2 separate regions of the Bombyx mori genome follow, and region 1 is linked to region 2. Evidence: chromatin contacts called from public Hi-C data. All regions are on one chromosome and are shown on one strand. Each heading gives the region's core, a stretch centred on a gene start, on an enhancer-like site or on the middle of the called end of the contact. The rest is flanking DNA. Distances are from core to core; before and after follow the strand shown. Region 1 holds the start of LOC101746187 (KAT8 regulatory NSL complex subunit 1-like protein). Region 2 holds the start of LOC101742251 (cytochrome c oxidase assembly factor 5).

The links. Hi-C and Micro-C count contacts between places; a contact is called where the count stands out from the background.
Region 1: a Hi-C map of whole pupa shows a contact between it and region 2, with 2.5 times the contacts expected there. The contact joins the promoter of LOC101746187 here to the promoter of LOC101742251 in region 2. A contact is called at or near these places in 2 of 7 Hi-C or Micro-C datasets (middle silk gland and whole pupa).

What each region holds. Positions count from the first base shown.
Region 1 is chr23:2,517,381-2,524,391 of ASM3026992v2, reverse strand. LOC101746187 (KAT8 regulatory NSL complex subunit 1-like protein) reads right to left here and starts at 1,501. Exons shown (of 12, transcript XM_062675159.1): 1 at 1,483-1,501; 2 at 306-383. It overlaps LOC134201063 (a long non-coding RNA gene), which reads left to right and starts at 2,242. Exons shown (of 3, transcript XR_009976224.1): 1 at 2,242-2,670; 2 at 2,948-3,042; 3 at 4,853-5,433.
Region 2 is chr23:2,322,218-2,329,212 of ASM3026992v2, reverse strand. LOC101742251 (cytochrome c oxidase assembly factor 5) reads right to left here and starts at 3,958. Exons shown (of 3, transcript XM_004925429.5): 1 at 3,737-3,958; 2 at 3,430-3,525; 3 at 2,182-3,272. The coding sequence starts at 3,844. The coding sequence ends at 3,231. It overlaps LOC101741861 (probable cysteine--tRNA ligase, mitochondrial), which reads left to right and starts at 4,963. Exons shown (of 1, transcript XM_004925426.5): 1 at 4,963-6,995. The coding sequence starts at 5,296. The coding sequence ends at 6,831.

The DNA of each region.
Region 1 (7,011 bases), core at 252-2,751, 200 kb before region 2:
TATTGACTCTATTACTTGTATGTCATCAAAGAAAAAATTATGAACTTCTGTAAAAACATTAATTTCTATGGTTTATGCAAAATCCAAGTTTCAAATAACAATATTATTCCTAAACATAATTAAATAAGTAGTTGGCTTTCCAGACAATATATAAAAACTACTTTTATTTTAAGAATAATTTGATTGTATATTTTTATTATTTTTTGCTATCTATAACTAATATTGATATTTCATGTTTAATAATGTAAAATAATACTGATGGTTATGTTGAAATAGCAATTTACTTAATTAGAAAATTGTCTTACCTTCATTTGTAATATTAAGCTGAACTGAGTTCTTTCACAAGACTTGAAGTATCGCTCCAGTGAATTTTTCATATTGAGCTAAAATAAATAAAATTGAACTAGAGCCAACACTAATTACTAGATGTTGTTTATTTAAGCTTCTAGGCATTGAACATAAACATGTGATCTTTACAATACAAGTAGGTACTTTTGCTTGACATTTTAAACTTCATATTAAGACGCTGATTAATTTTGGAATAAAAAGGTTTTATTTGATCGTACTTCGGTCAGTTTTAGAATGAAATAAGTATATTATTTTCTTTCTAGTTTAAAATCAGTTTTGGGTACCAACAATTTATGTAATGTATCACACAAAAAAATGTGATTAAGTATTTTTTTCATATATTTTTTCAGTTTTCATAAAAAAAAAACTTTTATTTTACTGTCCTAAACATTTTGTTCTTCAAAGCTCTCAAATTTTACCTGATGATTTTCATTTTAGTGGCCCAATGAAACAATACGCTGATAGGTACTAAATACTAAAACATTTTAATAATTTCAGGATTCATGAAATGCAAGTATTTTGCAATTTAATTCCTCACAAATGTTGGTAATTAACTTGCGAAATGTAGGTCTTAATAGATACGATAATAGTTCTGAAGATTATTTTAGCATAACTTAATGTTGAGGTCAATTCAACAAATTTTAAAAATGTATTTTCAAGAATTTTCTTGTATAATAATTATCTACTTAATGGATTTTTACCTCATTTTTCAAGTAGCAAAATGAAGATAATTTTTTAATATAGTGCTGTGTGAGTCAAATTTTGAGCTACTTTTTAGGCAGCTAATTAACAATACGAGAATAAATCTTAAATTAGGTGTTCCACATGTACGTACGAAAGTAAAGGTAGGTATAGTTGGTATACATAAAAAAGGAAATTAACTTAAAAAGTTGGAAATTTTAATTACAAGTTAACAATAAGAAAATGAATGGGAGAAAAATAAAAGTATGAAAATCAAGTTATTTTTTTACAATACCTTTAAAAATTTAGCTCAAAAATTTTCTGCTTTTACAAACTTTTCAGAATGTAGGTAACAAGAACGAGAAGGAAAATCTACCTATTCGAGATGTACAAATAAATACACAATGATTCGTAATAAGTAAAAATTGAGTTCTAGTATTGCCTAATATTTACCTGTTCCGTGATTATTTTCATTGTACAGCTAAAAGACTTTGTAATTAAAATACCTACGTTTTTTAATCTGAAACCGTAACATGACTAGTTACTTTTATTTCGTTTAAAAATCTAGACAAATATTCTTTATTTATTAGCTTTTCCTCGCCTGCAATAGCTTAACTAACATTGCTTAATTTTCGTTTTTCAGTTTATATTATAATGATTTTACCTTAATGGGATTTTACGTTTCCTTCAATAAAAAATAAAATATTTTTTCTAATAAAAATAACGTAGGTGATTTCTACGAGTTTGTAAATTTACTATTGAAAAACGAATTTAACTAATCAATGACATGCTTTCTGTAAAATAAGTGTCATTTCTCATTTATGGACAACAATTACAGGTTACAATATCTGTTTTGCTCTTTATTTTAGACTGAATCACACTACTTTATTTTTTATAATAAATACTAAATCTACTGCCGCCAAGAGAATGTTCCAACTTCAATTCATCGTAAAATGATAAAATTTGTTTTAAGTTGATAGAATTTTGTATTTTTATGGATAAGTATTCGTTATTGGGGTAAATAAGCAATTAAAGGTATTTTTATTCGCATATTCAATGCTGTTTCAAAGTGAAAGACGCATACTTTTAGCGGCCAGACAATATGTGTACCTGATACAGTGATTTGGAGCAAGCTACAACACTAATGAGCACCGCACTGTCAGAATTGTGTCAAATTTATGTCAATGAATATAGATTGTGTTTAGGTATAAAGATATTTTGAAATTACAAACAAAAATAGACAATACATTTTTCAAAACATTTAAAAGTTATTAATGATGTAAAATTAGAAAGTAGCTTTATGTTATCAATATAGTATTGAGGGTAGAGGTACCTCTAGTGCTTATTGCGAGTTTCTTAACTTTCTCGATAGCGTAAAAGTTAAGCCAATTTTTGTATGCAGTTGGAACAGCGCCCCTAACGGTAAACGTACCTACCTACGCAAACGATCCTATTTCATACAAATATGAGCCACTTTTACGCTATCGAGAACGTTAAAAAACTCGCATTAAATACCTTGAACTATGTATCCTACGGCGTTTTTTTTTTTTGGTTTAAACCGTATAATGTTTAGTGGCTTGAGGAGTTTTATTTTTTAAAACATTTTAGAATGTCAAATGTCGCACATTATAATTTTAATTGGTAATTATATTATTTATCAAAGTATAGGTAATTATATTATTCACTCACTTTTTTTCCCTACCTATCAGTATAGCCTTGGTAGTTTTCCAATTACAGAGCATAATGCGACTCAGTGACGCACAATGCCGAATTATGCTAAAGCTTAGTTGAGGATTATGCCGCATAATGCGCTCTTGTGCTGTAATTGGAAAACGGCCCTTAACTAGTAAGTGAGCTTACAGGGCTCAAATCTGACGACGTTGCTAACACAAACCTTAACAAGAGCCGTGCTTCGCAGAATCTACCACTGGATCGAAACGCGACCCACTGAGAAGATCCGGCGAGAAACTCAGTGGGCTGTGTCTGAGGGTTCATTCACAATGAAAGTCAATCGTGAGCATTTATTAGATACGTATTCATTAGAAAAACTGGTATTTGTATGCGGGATTCGAACACCATTGCATCGCTACATACGAATGCAGCGGACGTTTCACGGAGTCTTTCAGGCTGAGCCCCATGAGCTCGCCTGCACACCCGGTGAAACTAGACCAGCTCCTCGAGGCTACTGACAGTAGATAGGCAAAAAAAGCTTAAGTTATAATATCTCAATGAAAATTTGATATTTAATTATAATATTATGTAATTAATCCTAGGAGTTTCTCGCGCCTATATTTTAAACTGAGTTTAAAATAAGAAATGTGCGCGTCAATGATCTTGATTTGTCAAAGTTCGATAAAAAAGTATGGACAGCAACAAAAATATTTACATATCTTTCTTTTTAATACTTTAAATAATTATCGTCTTTAGGCTTACCAACATCGAGTGTGGTGGTAAAAACGTCCATAATGCGCACCACACCGTCGGCAAGTTTGACTCGTTGAGAGGAAACGCTAAAAGGGTGGTTGTTCTGCGGGAGGAGAGCGTATAGTGTATGGCCGCGATGCAGTGTTTTGCAGCTGTGTCCACTAAAGCGGTGCCGTCAAAACCCAGTATATTTATGTTAAAAATCGGCCGTACATCATGACTAATAGGGGGTCCCGTAAGATCGCCATCTCCGCCGCAACCATAAAGCAATCAAATCCCATTACATCACGCCTATTCCCATATTTCGGAAAATTCGCGTTTATCCCGTATTTATCACAATAATTTTCAAGTAATGGTATACAAATCTTACTTTCGCCCGGACATCTTTGATGAACAAAATTTGAATCCTCTGCGACCGCGCAGGTTAATGTTTGACATTGCCAGTTTGCATTGGTATTGCAGCAAGGATGTCCGTCGACGCTAGGAAACATATCCAAATTATTATTTTTGTTGAAAAAAAATTATCATTTTTACGTTCGGCAACCAAAGAGTTAACATTTTTAGTTGTGGCGGCTGAAGGGTTAACATGAGTAAGGTTTTCGCTCGGACTATTATTATTTTTGCGATCGTCACTCGTCGAATATAATCTATGCTCGATCGGTTATTACATGTTATGCATTTCGTGTTGCATGCAGCGATATTGTGGTTCTTTTCTCGAGAAGAACCTGGGCGACCAACACGAGCTCGATCGGCGTTATCACTGTTATCAGTAACCTTAAACCGCGAAAGAGTTGAATTATGGGCAGCAAAATTATAATTTTGTGGAATTCGCCGCTGCTTATCATGTGTATTATTATGTATTATGTGTAGGTATCAGTGCATGCATCACTATTTGGCAAAATAGGTATACAAGTTGCATGGGCAAAATCAGAACTATGAATACGGTCTTTTACTGATTTTTCGTTTTCAAATTTAAAACACACTTTGGAATCGACACAATAAAATGACTGACCTCTTTTAACTTCACTTTCACTAGATTTTGAGTGAGTTTTATTTTTGGTAATTGAAAGGTTTATACCCAATCTACCCCAAAATGCCTTAATCGTCATGGACAATGTTCCGTATCATAGCAAGGAAATCGCAAAGCCCCCAAATATCAATAATAAAAAAGCAGAGATGCAGCATGGCTCCAACAACAACAGATTGAATTTGACTCAAGCTACACTAAACCAGAGTTTTACGAGTTGATAAAAAAAACACCAAAGTCCTATATCCGAGGTGTTGAGGTTGGTGACTTAAATCCTATAGAGTATATAGCATTTAATAAAACGTAGGGTAGCAGACAAAAATGTGTGCCAACTAGAAACCGAAATTGAAAAATTAACCCTCGAATCCATAGCCTCAATCTCAAAAAACGAATGGCAGAGGAAGAGCAACCACGTGAGGCGTCTCGAAAATGAATACGGGCAACGAGAGTTAATAGAAGATGATGATAATTTTAGTTTCGTTATAAACACAGGTAATATGTATATATTATTTTTCTTCCATATGTATGGAAGAAATATAGAAGAAAAAGATGTGTGGTATCGTGGGACACCAGATAGGAACGAAGTCACTTATTGTAAAAATATTAATTTTAAGTTCTATTCGAGGTATAAAGAAAATAATTATTCGGGTATACATTTTTTATTATGATTTTTTTATCAAGCCCAAGGTTTCGTAGTTAACGGTTTTCAGGATACTAACGAATTATAAAAAAGAATGACTCGTATCGATGCTAGTGGAAACTGTCGTCGATAGTTCTAGTTTTAACGATAAGATTTTACAGAATATTGTCAGAGTTTTCTTAAGGTTCATAATTTTCTATCAGCTGTAGAAAAATGATAGTAATAGTAATGCTAATAATAGTAATAGTAAAAATTTCGCGGCAACAACGTTAACTTGAGAACTCACCTAAACTTAAAATGTTGGTAAAAAATCGATAAGTAGTGGTGTGATTATTCAGGATGATATCATTCTCATTATGTAATTATTTAAAGTAGTTTAAAAAATTATATAATTATTAAAAAAATATATAACATATTAATACTTTTGAATTTTATATTACTGTTTTATTCTGTAGAAAAATATATATTAGAAAAGATTATTGGTAAAAATAGTATTTTTGTAATTGTCTATTTACGTGATTTTGCTAGTTAATAATTTTTTTAATTATCTTATCAATTTATTTATTACTAGCTTTTGCTCACGACTTCGTCCGCGTGGAATAGTTCACAAATAATGCTTTATTTTAGAACAAATTTGGTTAGCATAAAAACGTTATAGTGAGCCAACCTTAACATATAGACATACTAGGCTGCACTAAAAGTATCGGGAATGGAATATTTCCACTGTTCCTGTCATATTAAAATCTTTTTAATTCAAAACTCCTTGGTTTTAAAAATCGAATACCATTTATTTATTTAAAAAAAGATTCTCGGTCTTGTCACGAGGCTTTGTCAAACTTGTTTAGTCGTTCAGAAAATGGAATTGACTCGAGAAAATTCAAAAGCGATGATTTATTATGACTTTCGAAGTGGCTTAACACAAAAACAGTGTGTTGACCGGATGATTTCTGCATTTGGTGATGAAGCCCCATCCAAAACCACAATTTATCGCTGCATCCGCCGTATAGCCCCGACCTAAGCCCTAATGATTTCTATACTTTCCCTAAAATAAAGAATAAATTGCGTGGACAGAGATTTTCATCACCTGAAGAAGCTGTGGACGCCTACAAAACGGCCTTTTTGGAGATCCCAACTTCCGATTGGAATGGTTGCTTCAATGATTGGTTCCATCGTATGGAAAAATGTGTCAAATTTCGCGGAGAATACTTCGAAAAGCAATAAATACATTTTTAAATAGTAATGTTGTGTCACTTCGTTAATTCCCGAAATTTTCAGTGCCGCCCTCGTATGCTGTCGCGGACTTTCTTTTAGATCTTTTAAAGGGGAACAATTCTGTCATACATTATTTTAGCGAAACTTTAACCGTTTCTGCAGCGTACGCAGCGGAAGCTCTCAAAAGGTAAAAATAACCCCGATTTTGAAACATTCTTTAATGGTGCTCCGCTTGTATTGGTCTTAGCATGATGTTATATAGCCTATAGCCTTCCTCGATAAATGGGCTATCTAACACTGAAAGAATTTTTCAAATCAAATTGGACCAGTAGTTTCTGAGATTAGCGTGTTCAAACAAAAAACTCTTCAGCTTAATAATATTAGTATAAAAGAGTATAGATTCGAGAAGCCTGGTCGAGGAGTTTACATTTCTTTTAGAAAAACTAATTATTATCTACTGGATTTGGTTCCATACATATTATAATTATTGTAATTAACACTATGTACCTTTTCAGTTTAATCTCGCGTTCATTACGAAACCTTTATTTTAATAATAATACTTTTCAATATTGGACTGTCATCACGGACACTAAGGTATGTACTGTAAATGGGGTCGGAGGAGGGCGTTTGTCCAGCTCCGGGCCCTATGAGGAGGCAGTCTCCTCCCGGTGATGGTCAC
Region 2 (6,995 bases), core at 2,709-5,208:
AGAAACGCAAAAAATTAAGACCAATAGATTAAAGTAATTTCTTCTCTATAATACGTAAACATTACAATTAATACTAATCTTAAGAGTTATTAAAAAAAATTGGCTTCAAATTGGCTTGAAGTAGTTAGAATAGTTTATTCTTTTATAGAAAGTGAGGACCTACACAAAATTTAAGGAATGCGGGAAAAAACCGCCCGTTAAGCCCAAATGTAATCTATTCTGTCAAAATTAAGGTTGAATTCACTGTAATATTAGTTGGGTAATCCAAACGATTCAATTATTTTCTCTTCCTTGTCATTCAAAAACCCAAGCCATGCTTGTTCTGTATTAATACCTGTAATGCCATATTTTCATTTATAAAATGCCTCATCGAATGTTAAACCGAAAATGACATAATAAAAGTTCGCACATTTAATATTTTCTAATAAGTATTTTTCAAAGTAAGATTTTTTATAATCACAGCGGTACTTACTATTAATATTACGTAATATAAGCAATTAAAATATTTTTGTCAATTTGCGAGTGCATAGATAGATGAATGCATAGGTGGATAATTTTTGTGATGTTTCAGGATTGAATAATATGTAGACATTCTTTTGTTCAGCTTTCGAAGCTAAGTTTGTTTGTGGGCTAAGCTCTTAGATTATATAGAATCGTATTTCATCGAATTTCAATTATTTTTGTAATAAAAATTTAAAAAAACCTTTTTATACCATTTAATTTTGTACTTACCTATCCACTTCCTACACACCTAATTGTTTCATCGTTTTCAGTGCCGTTTCGGGAGAAAACAACACCGTATTAAAATCATTTTGGGGTGTAATGAACAAACCGAATAGATCAGAAATATACTGAGTAAATACTTATATACATTTAAATATATACATAAATATATATTAAACATCCAGATAAAGAGCATACAAACTTGATACACACGATAATATTATCGTGGAAATCGAACCTATGGCGATCTACTAAGCAATCAGGGACGCTAAGTAATTCAAGACTAAGATAGTCTATATTTAAAAACATATAAAATAAAATTAATTTGTGATCTTAGGATGCTTATCGATTCATCTGTAGCGGTAGATAAAATAAATCTGGCATTCTAAATTGCGATAAGAATATTTACAAGATAAGCCGATTATAAAAATATTATAAATATTCCGATTTATAAAAGTTCCAAACAACACTGAGACCGTGGATATACCAAGCAATTTCACCGGCTCGTTGCAAAGATCTTCTCTTTTTGGTTTTCAAAAAATTAGTAGATAAGATTGATAATTTTTAGTAATAGGTACATAACACATAAATTATACATAAGTGAGTATAAAGAGAGTGCTCCTAAAGTCTAAATGCATATAAGGTTTTGCAATTTGATATTTCGCGCGTCCGCAATGTAATGCATGCAGAAATGTCTATGCTTTGTCCTAGCCTGTGCGCTTAGTGCGAGTTTTTTAACGTTCTCGATAGCGTAAAAGTTAGCTCATATTTGTATGGAATGGGATCGTTTGCGTACGTTTGCCGCTAGGGGCGCTGTTCCAACTGCATACAAAATTGGGTTAACTTTTACGCTATCGAGAACGTTAAGAAACTCGCACTAAGCACACTGTACATGAAAGTTACTCATAATATACGGAGAAAAGGCATGTGGATATTTTTTCTGGGTCAGGAGGAAATCGCCGGACTTTCGCCCTCCACTGGGGGTGGCGGGCGGAACATGTCGGATTCGAACCGACTAAAAACCTCCTATCGCTCAACAACCCACCTCCGAGCCTCGCATGAGACAGAACTCATGAAAAGGCAAAGGGGGGAAAGTGAAGTGTTTAGTGCGGAGCACAACTCTCCCATCATCCTCCCCCTCGGGACGCCGGACCGTCGGTCGTTGGCGCCACGACCACCAGTCCTCCCGGTCGGCAGACTATCCGAAGCCCACCTAGATGGCGCCGGTTTGTATGGGTTATCCCACAGAATACTCCCTCGGGTCAGCACCAGCGTGGGTAGCCCTTCAATAGTATGTGTATTCTATGGATCAGCCGGTTAGATACAACCATCAATCCAAATGTATACTTCCAAATTATATGTATAAAATTATTACTAATGATATAAACAAATAATTGACTGTTGCATTATTTACTCATTTTTAAAGTGAATTAAACAGTGGCAATAAAATCCAAAAAGTTTTCGTAACGATATATTTAACAATGTACCTAGTACATACTTTTCAACATCGTATTTTTGTTAATACACATTACTACTGTCACGATTTTACTATTGAAGACTTAGTTTTAGAATTTCTTGCTTTAAAAAAAATACTGTTTATAGGCAAACTACGATTTCTCTCCACAAAACAATTTCAATAATCCAATAGTTAGTCTACTACAGTACTTTTCTAACAGAATTATATATTCATGTATTATAATTATATAATTTAGAATTTCTTTATACATAATGACATATTGAACAATTTAACTTTGAAGTTAAAGGTATAGTTTAATTAATACTTGCAGGTTAAAACAGGTTATGTTCACATTAAATGGAATAAATTTTCTACCTTTAAATTGTAAAAAGTATTACATAATGTACATACATAAAGATAAAGGTTTAACATGGGTTAGATACATAGCACAAAAAAGGTTAAACTAAGAATTTATTACTTTCTGAGTCCTGGGTAGAAACAATAAACTATATACTGATTTTAAACTCCTAATTGAGGAACTACTTTAATGCTTTTAAAATCTATAATAATGCTTATTATACCTGGAGGCATAGTACAGATCAGGCAGGTATTGTCTTACCATTAGAACTTATTATAAAACCATGTCACAGTTAAGTAAATTACAGTCATAAAATTTATTGGTTCAGTTTACAAGTGAAACAATTCAGTAGAAATGTATGAAAATACCCTGGAATTTTATTTTGCCTCAAATACTGTTAACTTTTTATTTTTATGGCCTAGTAGTTAATTATAGTTTTTCTTTGACCCTTAAATATCTCTAGCCCAGAAAATCCTGATTTGAGTTTTATGGAATATTACATGACTAATACACATTTAACTAAACTATAAAGAATTGAAAATATTATATAGTAAACTGCATTGAAGGGAATGACTTACAACTAAAAAAAGACCAGTTTTAAGTACCTATTACTCTGCATTATTTTGTATTTAAATCTTCAATAGGTAATTTCATGAACTAAACACTTAATAAAATTGTTTAAAATAATATATTTTAATATCCTTTATGACCTCGAAACCTTCTTCTATTGTCTAGCTGAAAATATACAAATATATATTTAAATTTACTTATCCATCGCATTTAACTTAATTTTTATTTACTTTTTTTTAAGTCATATTATGCTATTTTGTCTGTATACTCAGGTTATTTTTACATCATTTCAAAGCCAAATATTCTTATATTTAGTACTTACTAAAGATCGTTTACACTCAAAGAAGCTTTGTCTCAATTGTAAGCATTCTTCAGGCACTAAGCCATCTTTTAAACATTCCCTTGGTGTCTTTTTGTCCTGAAATGAAATTTATCCATTATAAATATTTTAAGGAACAACATAGGCAGTGATTTTAAAAATTAATCCTATAAATGTAATAAATACCTTAGGCTTGACATTTTTGATGTGTTGAATGGATTAAAAAAATTTAACTGAATCATTAAATATATAAATATTTCAGTGTATCTAATAAAAATATATGCCGTTTTTATGATACACTAAAACTAACCTTTTTGCAACAATCACTTTTTAATAAACATGACTTTAAATCTGCACGTATACCGGCACATGGCGACTGATCTACTAAGCCTATCTCATCAGGAGCAAAACTAACCATTATTTATCAATAGTAAACAAACTCGTAAATTAAAACCGCAATGTATTAATTTACAATTTCTATGATTACGAGTTACGACTAATAAATCCAATACCAATAAACTTCACGGACTTTTTTTCGAATTTTTTGAGCGGCCTGGAATCTGTTCTTTTAAGCCAAATCTTCATGTTGTGTTTGATAGAAGTGAGCCTTAAAACGCCTGTGCGTATACTATGGCAATGATATTTTTTATGACTATCTCTACTGGGTTTCCCTCGGCTTTCGCTCGTCGTAGACATAATTAAAACTATTTTTACATCTTAGTCCGTGACCAAAACAATTATTAAGTATTCGAAACTGCTTAAATAAAATGCTGACAATAAAAACGCGAGATTAAACCATAAAGTAGTTTTCATTGTAACTATCTATCTTTTATTAACGACAACGCACTGGTAAAAGTAACGCTACTAAATATTTGAAGTCTGATCATATTATTCATTATGTTTCGATAATATATGTTCCGCTGAACCATAAAATATTTGCATTTCACTGTCGGAAAATGAAACAATAACACTAGATATTATGGCTTCTTTTGTTCTCGCAAGAAGTCCATTGAATTCATTAACTTCATTTCAGTAACCTTCCACCGTTTTACTAAGAGGCTACTTGATTTCGTCAAAATCGTCGTGGCCTAAAGGATAAGACGTCCGGTGCACCAGTGTTCGAATGCCGCAACCGGGTACCAAATGAAATACGTACTTAACAATTGTTCACGATCGACATCCACGGTGAAGGAATAACATCGTGTATATAAAAAATATCAAACCCGCAAAATTAAAATTTGCGTAATTACTGGTGGTAGGACCTCTTGTGAGTCCGCACAGTTAGGTATCACCACCCCGCCTATTTCTGCCATGAAGCAGTGGCCGTTTTCCAATTACAGCACAAGAGCGCATTATGCGGCATAATGCTCAACTAAACTTCAGCATAATTCGGCATTGTGCGTCACTGAGTCGCATTATGCTCTGTAATTGGAAAACTACCATTAAGTAATGGATAATGCGCTCTTGTGCTGTAATTGGAAAACGGCCAGTAATGCGTTTCGGCTTGAAGGGTGGGGCAGCCGTTGTAACTATACTGAGACCGTAGAACTTACATCTCAAGGTGGGTGGCACATTTACGTTGTAAATGTCTGTGGGTTCCACTTAACCACTTAACACCAGGTGGACAGTGAGCTCATCCAGCCATCTAAGCAAAAAAAAATCATCTCGTCTCACACCTATGGTCTAGCTCTAGGATTAGGTCTTTTCTCAGACACTTACTTTTAACGAATTGGGCACTTCTCCCTTTGCCAATCTAATAAACCAATCAACCAAAAAATGTTGTTATCAATCAAATATTATTTACAATTTATTTGAAACAACATTTAGTATCAGCAAGTTCGAACTGCCTGAAATGTATCATTAATAAAAATGAAGGTTTTTAATTTAACTTTTGTCCGCTCATTATCTCACGTGTGTAGCTTAAAACCTTATAAAGATACAAAATGGCTTATGCCGAATGGAAACCCTACAGGTATTTACGTTTATAATTGTATTGCGAACCAACGGGTGCCAATTATATTAAATGATCCTCACATCGCTACCTGGTATTCTTGTGGCCCCACGGTATACGAATCTGCTCACATAGGTCACGCCAGCTGCTATGTGAAACTCGATATCATACAGAGAATTCTCAAATCGTTCTTCAATATAAAAATCGTCTCCGCTATGGGTATTACGGATATAGACGACAAAATCATTAAGAAAGGCCTCGAAAGTAAAACACACTTCACAAATATTGCTAAACAATATGAGCATGAATTCTGGCTTGATATGGCATCATTGAATGTAGCAAAGCCACTCATCATAACGAGGGTATCGGAACACATTAATAGTATTGAGAAATTCGTACAGAGGCTTATTGATAACGACATGGCTTATGTAAGTAAAAACGGTTCAGTATATTTTGATACCGATAAATTCTCAAACTATGGCAAATTACAAAAAATGCAAGACAGTGGTGAACCATCAGATGATGAAAAAAGAAATAAAATGGACTTTGCTCTTTGGAAAAGTCACAAGCCCGAGGAACCCTATTGGGATACCCCCTGGGGTAAAGGCAGACCTGGCTGGCATATAGAATGTTCTGCAATGGTCAGCAAAGTATTTGGATCACAATTAGACATCCATGCTGGAGGAGTAGATCTACAATTTCCTCATCATGAGAATGAAGAGGCACAATCATGTGCATACCACAATATACGACAGTGGGCTAACTATTGGATTCATGTTGGTCATTTAAATGTTATTGGTGATACCAAAATGTCCAAATCACTACAAAACACTATTTCAATACCTGACTTATTGAAATCATATAATGCAGATACATTCAGAATGGCCTGTTTGTTAACAAACTACAGGTATTCAATGGAATTCAGTAATCAGCTTATGGAAACCGCTGAAAGTGTTTTAAATAAATTTAAGTTTTTCATAACAGATGCTACTATTTATATAAATAACAATGCAACATCGGTTAGTGCCGTTTACTCAGATCACATATTAAAAAACCTACAGAAAACAGAGGAGGCCAATTTTGAAGCTTTGAAAGTAGATTTTGATACAGCAACTTGCATAAATAATTTGTTAACATTACTTTCGGACACAAACAAAATTATAAAATCAGATCCGTGTGAATATTGTCCTGTCCCAGTGACATTGATAGTTGAATACATAGTTGATATTCTTACAAAATTTGGATTGAAACTTCAAGAGAGTGAGGACACTGTTTTATCAAACGCAATGATAAATACTATAGTTGAATTTAGACATTCTGTACGATTGAATGCAATTTCTAGCAAAAACTATGAACTATTGAGCGCATGTGATATTGTCCGTGATAAAATGAAATCAATGAAAGTCCAAATCAATGATAGTCATAAGACTCCATCTTGGGTTATAACCAAATAATGCAACTAATGTATGTATATCAGCTTTACCAAAATAAGGTGTGCATAGTAAGTTAGTAGATCATGTAACATAATGTAAGCACACATTTTCATAGTTTTGTTTCATGTGTAATAATAAAATGTCATTTTCAATTAATTGTTATCCCAGTGAATCTGATAAGTGGA